Regions from separate parts of the Zea mays genome. Here region 2 is linked to region 1. The links are chromatin contacts, called in public Hi-C maps. All regions are on one chromosome and are shown on one strand. The core of a region is the stretch at or near the end of the contact, and the rest is flanking DNA. Distances in the headings are between cores, read along the strand shown. Region 1 holds the start of LOC103643039 (phosphatidylinositol 4-kinase gamma 5). Region 2 holds the start of LOC100278654.

What was found. A called contact is a pair of places that touch in the nucleus more often than the background predicts.
Region 2: a contact with region 1 is called in a Hi-C map of tassel, with 4 times the contacts expected there. The contact joins the promoter of LOC100278654 here to the promoter of LOC103643039 in region 1. A contact is called at or near these places in 2 of 25 Hi-C or Micro-C datasets (ear and tassel).

The regions. Positions count from the first base shown.
Region 1 is chr8:118,627,630-118,631,605 of Zm-B73-REFERENCE-NAM-5.0, forward strand. LOC103643039 (phosphatidylinositol 4-kinase gamma 5) reads right to left here and starts at 2,117. Exons shown (of 3, transcript XM_008666196.4): 1 at 1,672-2,117; 2 at 780-919; 3 at 262-672. The coding sequence starts at 2,032. The coding sequence ends at 487.
Region 2 is chr8:118,900,901-118,904,876 of Zm-B73-REFERENCE-NAM-5.0, forward strand. It overlaps LOC100278654, which reads left to right and starts at 2,126. Exons shown (of 8, transcript NM_001151857.2): 1 at 2,126-2,381; 2 at 2,467-2,683; 3 at 2,768-2,842. The coding sequence starts at 2,319.

The sequences.
Region 1 (3,976 bases), core at 867-3,366:
CAATAATAATGATCATAATGCCAAAATTTCATAGAACACCACATCTAAATTTTGAAGGCAGGTTGAATTGGAAAGTACAAACACATAGAATTCATCTCGTATAGGTAGGTGGTATGGTGGCCTGTGTTAAAAGCTGCATGATCTGATCCATGGTTTGCAATTGCTGAGCAAGCTCCTCATATTGGTTGCTCATGCTATCATCGTCCATCAGATCAGCAGGAAGATTCTTCAGGAGCCAACTATGGTTCCAGATTTCAGGGATTGTTGTTCGCTACATATTTTATATAACATATAAATACAAAAAATCAGATAAATATGACCAAACTCGAAACAACATATCTTCTGAACCTAATGTATCATGATCAAAGCACGATTATAACTACAAGGAATTACCATAGCGACGCAAATACATTGTAGATTACAGTAAACAGAAGTAGTAAACAACTTTCTACATATGGAAATAAATTAAAACAGAAATCCATAGGGTCATGAACAATACAAATAATGTGCAGTTTGTCCTTTCAGTTCTTCAACTGTGTGCAGCCTCTCTTTTGTTTCATTTAGTTCAGCTTGCAGTACTTGTATTGTTTGCTTGGCTTCATTGTTGACTCCAAGAGTATTCACCATGCGAAATACTTTTGTGCGTGAGGCAGAGTAATCTCCATGACCTAACTGCCAAATTTGGAACAGACTGAAGCTATAATGAGTGAGCAGGGAAAGGAGAATGGACCAATCTTTGACAATTTGACTATCAGCGCTTATGACAGATTCTCCCTGACCTGTTCCGCAGAAACGAACACCTTGCCCCCTGGATAACCGTTGTGGCCACCAACAGCAGTGACCATGTGGGCATGTGGCCATGAGACAACAACTTGCTGCTTCCACATAGAACAATTTCTAGTTGGTGGTGCCTCTTTTTCTGCTCAGACAAGAAATCAAATCAGAGCACAACTATCATTAGTTGCTACGAGGACTATGTATGGATGGGAAAATTTAATAGAAATAAACTAAAGTCTCGTAGAGTTTTAGTAATCACTTAAAAGGTACATGCACCAATGTGACAAAATAGTAGCCTTGTCAAGAAACTTAAAAGAAGGCAAAACATTCCATTGGGACATAAGCTTATTAAAAAAGTAAAGAAGAAAAAAAAAACACTACATCCGTCCTAAAATAGTAGTCGTTTCAGCTCTTGGTTTTAATGTCTATATTCAAGTGGATGATGATTAATCTAGATATATATACAAAACACATACATCAAGTATGGTATGAATCCACTAAATCCCTAAAACAAATTATTTTAGTACAGAGAGAGTACATGATATTGTAAAATCTTCATAGATTGACCCAACCACATAGCAGAAAAATACATCTCTATTGCTACAAAATGCATGTGTGACTCACTTTAGCAACAATCTCTTTGCATAAAAAAGGACTTAAGAACCTGGTTTGAACCACAGTACCACCACTGTGTTTCCATTGGAAGAAGAACAATGTAAAAATCTAGGAACCAAATGTTCAACATCTTGTCAGGTTATAAATTTTCAGGCAAACTCATATAAGAACCAAATATATCAAAATGATCGTTTTCTCAGAGACGGTAAAATAACGTTCATACAAATAACCTAGATCCATAACATCTATAAGAGCTACTAAATTGTGATTTTGCTTCACCTAGGCACAACTGATGGAGCAGCAGAGCATCTCTACCAGGCCGCTGCAGTCCTTGTGCTCGAAGTCCTTGGAGACAGGGCTGAGGCACGGGGTGGAGCAACTTCGGACTCTGGTTGATGCTGTTCCGGGTGAGCAGTGGCGGCGAGTCCGAGCGTATGAAGGTGTGCGTGTTGTCCCCGCGGTCCAGGTCCATGCCGAGAACGCGGCTCGCCTCCGTCTGCATGAACACCCACCGCCTCCCCATCAGCACCAGGATCTGCTGGAACTTCTTGGCCTTGCCCGGCCCGGACACCCTAAAGAGGCACCTCAGGAGCAGCGCCGACACCTGACTCTTGATGGCGCTATGCAGGTTGGGGGACATGGCTTCCTCCTCTTTGTAGGGTCGAGATGGCGAACTAGAGGGAGGTAAATACCGAATTTTTTATATTTTGGCCCTTCCTCGGAACAAAATTCATGTTTGAACTCTAAAAAATTTTAATATCATTTTTGAACCCTTTGCTCGGCGCCGTAGCCTATGGCGGCGAGGTAACACAGCTCGACGCCATAGCCTATGGCGCCGAGATACGTGCTGCGTTGGCACAAACGGACGTCGTGTCGTCGACGTGGTACCAAGCTCGGCGCCATAGATCTTGGCGCCGAACTCCATTCTGTAGAGAAAACTTGTCTAGCTCAGTTGGTAAAATACAAGGCTCTTAACCTTGTGGTCGTGGGTTCGAGCCCCTAGTGGCTATTTTTTAATACTTTTTGTCTTTGTCACTTATTTTTTTTGTTGTCCATATTTTTCGTTTATGTCGCTGATTTGTCCGTCCTGATTTATTTCTCATCAAGTTTTATTTTTGTGACTGATTTGTTTATTCATCCAGATTTTTTTTATCCGACGAGCACAGCAGCTGTATATGCAGTAAATTCTAAAATATATCATCCATGAGACAAGTATATAATGGAGTATACTTTTATTTAGTGCAGAAGAAAAAAAGATGAATATGTGTGCTTCTTTTTACTGGGAATATGTTATTATATATTTAAAATTTATGTTCAAAAGAACTCAATGAAAATATAATATTTTTATTTGATCACGATTGAAGTAAGAGTGTTCTCATTTGATTTTTATTGTGGTTAGCTGAGCAAACAAGGGAAAAGTTGACGGCTTGTGAGCACTGTGGCACACAGCTGCTGTGCTCGCCGGATAAAAAAATCTGGACGAATAAACAAATCAGTCACAAAAATAAAACTGGATGAGAAATAAATCAGGACAGACAAATCAGCGACATAAACAAAAAATATGGACAACAAAAAAAACAAATAAGTGACAAAGACAAAAAGTATTAAAAAACACCCACTGTGGGGCTCGAACCCACGACCACAAGGTTAAGAGCCTTGTATTTTACCAACTGAGCTAGACAAGTTTTCTGTATAGAACAGAGCTCGGCGCAAAGATCTATGGCGCCGAGCTCGACACCACGTGAATTTTTTTCCGATGAAGGACCAAAATGCAAAAAAATCGGGAGGTAAATAGTCCTTTCTAAAATTAATTATGTTGGCTAACACAAATAAATATGGAATTAATACTATGTTGGTCTAGCCAAGACTACACCCCTCTAACTATAACAAACACTTGACAAAAGATCCTAATTAAAGCAACTAAGGTGCCAAGTTAGAGAAAGAGCTCTCCCACACAAATCTAGTTAGCAAGGTCATACAAACTTATGCAACTATAATTCTAAGCATACCGAGAGCTCCTAAACATACTAGTAAGCAATTCGCACAAAGCACAAGCACTACTAGCAAAATTCACTAGTTGCACTACACAAGCACAACGAGAGAGAAACAACTACTTAGCTTCACAATCTAAGAAAAACGGATTAGCTACACAAGCTAATAAGTGGGTAAATATTTTACAAGTATGACTAGATATACAAGAGCAACAAACACTCACTAGCATAAGTATATGAACAAATAAATACAAGCTAGTGAGGAAAGCTGCAAATCAACGGGGACATGATGACACTTGGCATAATGATTTTTTCCGTAGTGTCGATGACTTGCCGGTCACCCCTAGTCCACGTTGAGGTAGATTCAAAGCACCCAACCGCTCCTCTATCAAGTCTCTGCTTGATCTCTTGAGCCGGATTGGTCAATGAGCCCTCAAACCTCGATTCCACTAGAGTTGTTTTTCGCCGCTCCAGCAAGGCAAGCACAACGCCTCTTGCAATCACCACCACGACCTCTTCACAATCTTTGTTGAAGAACTCACGAGGAACCACCACCAAGTCGTCTAGGAGGCATCAAATTCTAAGAGTAACAA
Region 2 (3,976 bases), core at 876-3,375, 270 kb after region 1:
CGTGGGAGATCGTGACTCAGTTTTACCCTGGTGGTTGGCACAGTAGCCGGAGCGGGGCGTACAGTGTTGTTTTCCTGTCAGAACGGTCAGTAAAGGGGCAAAGTGACTGCGGTCACTTCGACCTTGCCGACTGAGGCACGCGTGTCAGGATAAGGTGTCAGGCGATCCCCGCATTAAATGCGCATGCGATACGGTCGGTTGGGAGGGCGATCCGGCCGAGGTCGCTGCACGGCAAAGTCTGCTCAAGCTGGGCTTCAGGCGAGCCGAGGGTGCGCTCACTGCCTGAGGAGGCCCTCGGGCGAGGTGTGAATCCGCCCGGGACTACTGTTCTCGCCCGAGGCCGAGGCTGGGCTCGGATGAGGTTGTGTCCCTTGGTAGACGAGGCCCTGACTTGAACCGCGCTTTATTAGCTGTTTATGGTTTGTTCCTAAGATGTTTTCCGGCCGCGTTTAGGAGTATTGTGGGTACCCCTAATTACGGTACCCGACAGGCAGGGGTGCTAGCGCGGACTCGTTCCGAATAGTGAGCTACGAGTAGCTCGGAGGTGGATCTGAGACACGAGTTATACTAGTTCAGGTCGGAGCCCTAGTCTAGTGTAGCGTAGCTCTAGTCGTAGTTTCCCTATTTCAATCGTCTCCTCGCTTCGACTCCGTATCGTCTTGAGGCATCTTGGGTGGCCTGCTGATACAAGACAACTCTAGATCTTTCCTCCCTGGCGAGGTCCCTCCGGGGGGCAAGATCTAGGTTTTAGAGGAGCTCGTCGTAGTTATCTGCTAGGAGATTGAATGTCTTTAGGTTCATCGAGCTGGGGACATTTCCCTGGATCTTTTTCTAAAGGAAGTCCTCTTTCTCGACATGATTTCTTAATTCATAGGCGACTCTATGTCGTCTAGGGGCATCTTGGGTAGTCTGTCGACTCGGAGCACCCTAAGATCTCTCTCCTAGAGGGCGAGTTCTAGGGTTCTTCGTGAGGAAGAAGACCATCTGCATACACGCGGGTCGTCTGGCTCAGAGCGCGGTCCGTCTAGAATGACATAGAGAGGAGCCGCTCCTGCAGTAAGGTTGCAGACCGTCCGGTCCAGAGCCACGGACCATCCACGCTCCCGCGGAGAGCATCACAAGACGATACACTTCTAGTGTTTGACCCTAATCGGAGCTAACACAGAGAGAAGAATCGCAGAAAAAAGTCTCAGAACTGTGTCGTTTTTTAGAGGAAGGAGAGATTGCTTTAAGTTAAGGAGAAGCTGCTCCAAATGAACCGTCTATGTGCGCGTTGATGGTGCTCTAGCTCTAAACATTCATGTCGGAAAAAAATTCTCTACATCCGGATGCAAAGACACTACTTTGCAGTCTCTCACATTCACTATTTGAAGACCAACAATAGATTAAAGTTTACGATTTAATCCTTGGTAATTTGTTGAACCTGCAGTGTTACGTGAGGGCCTGCAAACCAGCGAGAAATAATTTTTTTCCATCATGTCACAGGGTACATGTGTGCTGCTGACGCCACTGCTTCGCCATGCCATCCCTTTCCCACTTCTCGGCAAGTTGGAAACCAGCAGCCAGCTTCCCAGTACCCAGCGCAACCTCGACCGAGTTTCTCTTTTTCTGCTTTATATAAGAAATCCATCAGCGTTTCTTCCTTTCTTGGGAATCAAGATTGATGCGGGGTAAGCAATTAGTTGTGGACTGCGATTAGCCAACCGATGGCCGTTTTTGACCTCACAACTTTGCTGGCCCCGTGTTACAAGCCCGACCATGCCTGCCGTCCCGGCCGCTCTCTTCTGAACAACACTTTCTACACAAGAATGTATTTATATATTCTTTCACAGCTGTAGCAACACAAATTCCGATCAAATTTAACCCGTCCACAGTTTTCAAGAGACGACGAGAATTGCGAATCACCGGTGCAGGTGGTCAATTTCCAACCCCGACTCGCTCTGCAGCAGCAGTGCAGCGCTGCAGCCCCTCAACGCGAACTGAAATTCACTCTGATCCGTAGATTTTTTTTTACTTTACACTTCGCACCCATTCCCGTGAGCGCCGCCGGCCCGCCCGAGCCCAAAACCAGACCACTGGCGCGCTGCTATTTTCCCCACACGGACCCTCGCCGCCGCGGCGATCCCTCTCCTCCACTTCCTCATCACAACATTCAAGAACAGACCGGGGCCTTGCGCAAAAGAACAAAAAAAATCTCAGAACACACACACACACCTCTATCGCCCCGACCTCGACGCGACCCCTCTCGCTTGGATCCGGACGGCCCGGTCCCTCCGCCCTCCCATGCGCACGGCGCCGCCGCCGCCGCCGCAGCCGACATGACGCTCGCCTCCCTCGCCCGCGCCCTCGGCCGGTCCGCGCGCTCCTCCCGCCCGCGCCAGGCGAGTATCCCTTCTCAAGTTCTCATCCCCTCCCCGGCCCCCCTATCCTCCTCTCGCAGGTCTGACCTCTCGCTGCTCCTTCTAGGGTTTCCAGCTCGGGGGCCTCCGGCAGCCGCCCGCGCCACCGCTACCGCCGCCCGTCCACGGCGGTGAGGGTGGGGCGGCAGGATTTGTTCGCAGCTACCTGACTGCGGCCTCGTCGGCAGCTCTTGGGAAGCCATCCGCGGGCAAGACCGTGGATTGGAGATATGTCCTCGCCAGCCCACATTTCCGACGCCTCTTCTCGGACGGGTCCAAGAAGAGTACGTCCCCTCGTTTTGATGAGATTATTACCAATGGTTTTTGGTGGCTCTGTTTCTGAAATGGTGCCCCTTTTCTGATTTTAGACTACGAGAACTATTACCCCAAGGGTAAGAAGGAGGTGCCTAAAGGAGATGGTACAAACAAGTCTGAATCTAAGCGTAAGTTTCCTTCGCGCTTGACTTGATTGTGTAGAGGATGTTAGCCATGTTATGGATGCAAATATCATAGCTTTTTTAGGCGCCCATAGTAAATGGAATCGGTGCATATATTTGAGTTGACTAACAAGTTGCCAACTAACGTGTTATTTGTTGATTTCCCTTTTGCTGCAACTAGGGGTGGTAATGGATCGCGGTTCAAATGTTTCTTCATTTTTTTGAGCCTTTAAAATAATTTTAGTTCAAAAGTGAATAGAAATAGAGCCCCATCCTAATCCGATCCGATCCTTAAATTTTATAGTGTAAAATTTAGAGCCCATTACCACCCTTAGGCTGTCTCCAGCAACGTCCCCTAAATTCTATCCCCTAAAGGAATATTCTCTGTCCTTTACAGAACCCTCTAAAAAATTTCGTCCTCTATATCTTCGCCAACTCCAGCAACGTCCTCTAAATTCGGTACTCTATATCTACAGTGATAACAGAATTCATATACTCATTTTTAACACTCATTTTTTTATATTAATACAATTTGAACTTATGTGCGTAATGGAAAAATAAAGTTATTTATTTCTAGAAATTTTATAAAAATGAATTAGGAACTAATTATAATAATTACATTTTGCAACCGACATTACTAATCGTTTTTTTATAACGTCGTCTACGTACATATCTATATATGTATTGGACATAAACTGATAATACTAATTTAATAATCTCAATTAGCAAAAATGCTGTTACTATTATGTTTACACGCAAAAAAAATAATAGAATTAATCGGCCAGCGGAGGTAGCTGAGGTAGCTGTAGACCACATTGAAGAGCGGGCCCCAGTTCTGACCAGGCGGATAGCGCACGTAAAGACTCCTCTATGTTTAGAGTTCGCCGTACGTCCTCTATATTTTAGAGTTCCTTTTAGAGTTCCTTGTTGGACGGTGTAGAGAACGTTTCGTACTCTAAATTTAGAGTACAGAACCATTTAGGGTGCCTTGTTGGAGGCAGTCTTAGCTGCAACTGCTTTGGTAAATTGTTATACCAGTTATACTTTATAAATGGCTCTTGGAGTACGGATGTATAATGATTTATGCACACTGTGCTTCAATGTGTAGTTTTGTGACATCAGTGCTAACTATTTCACTTC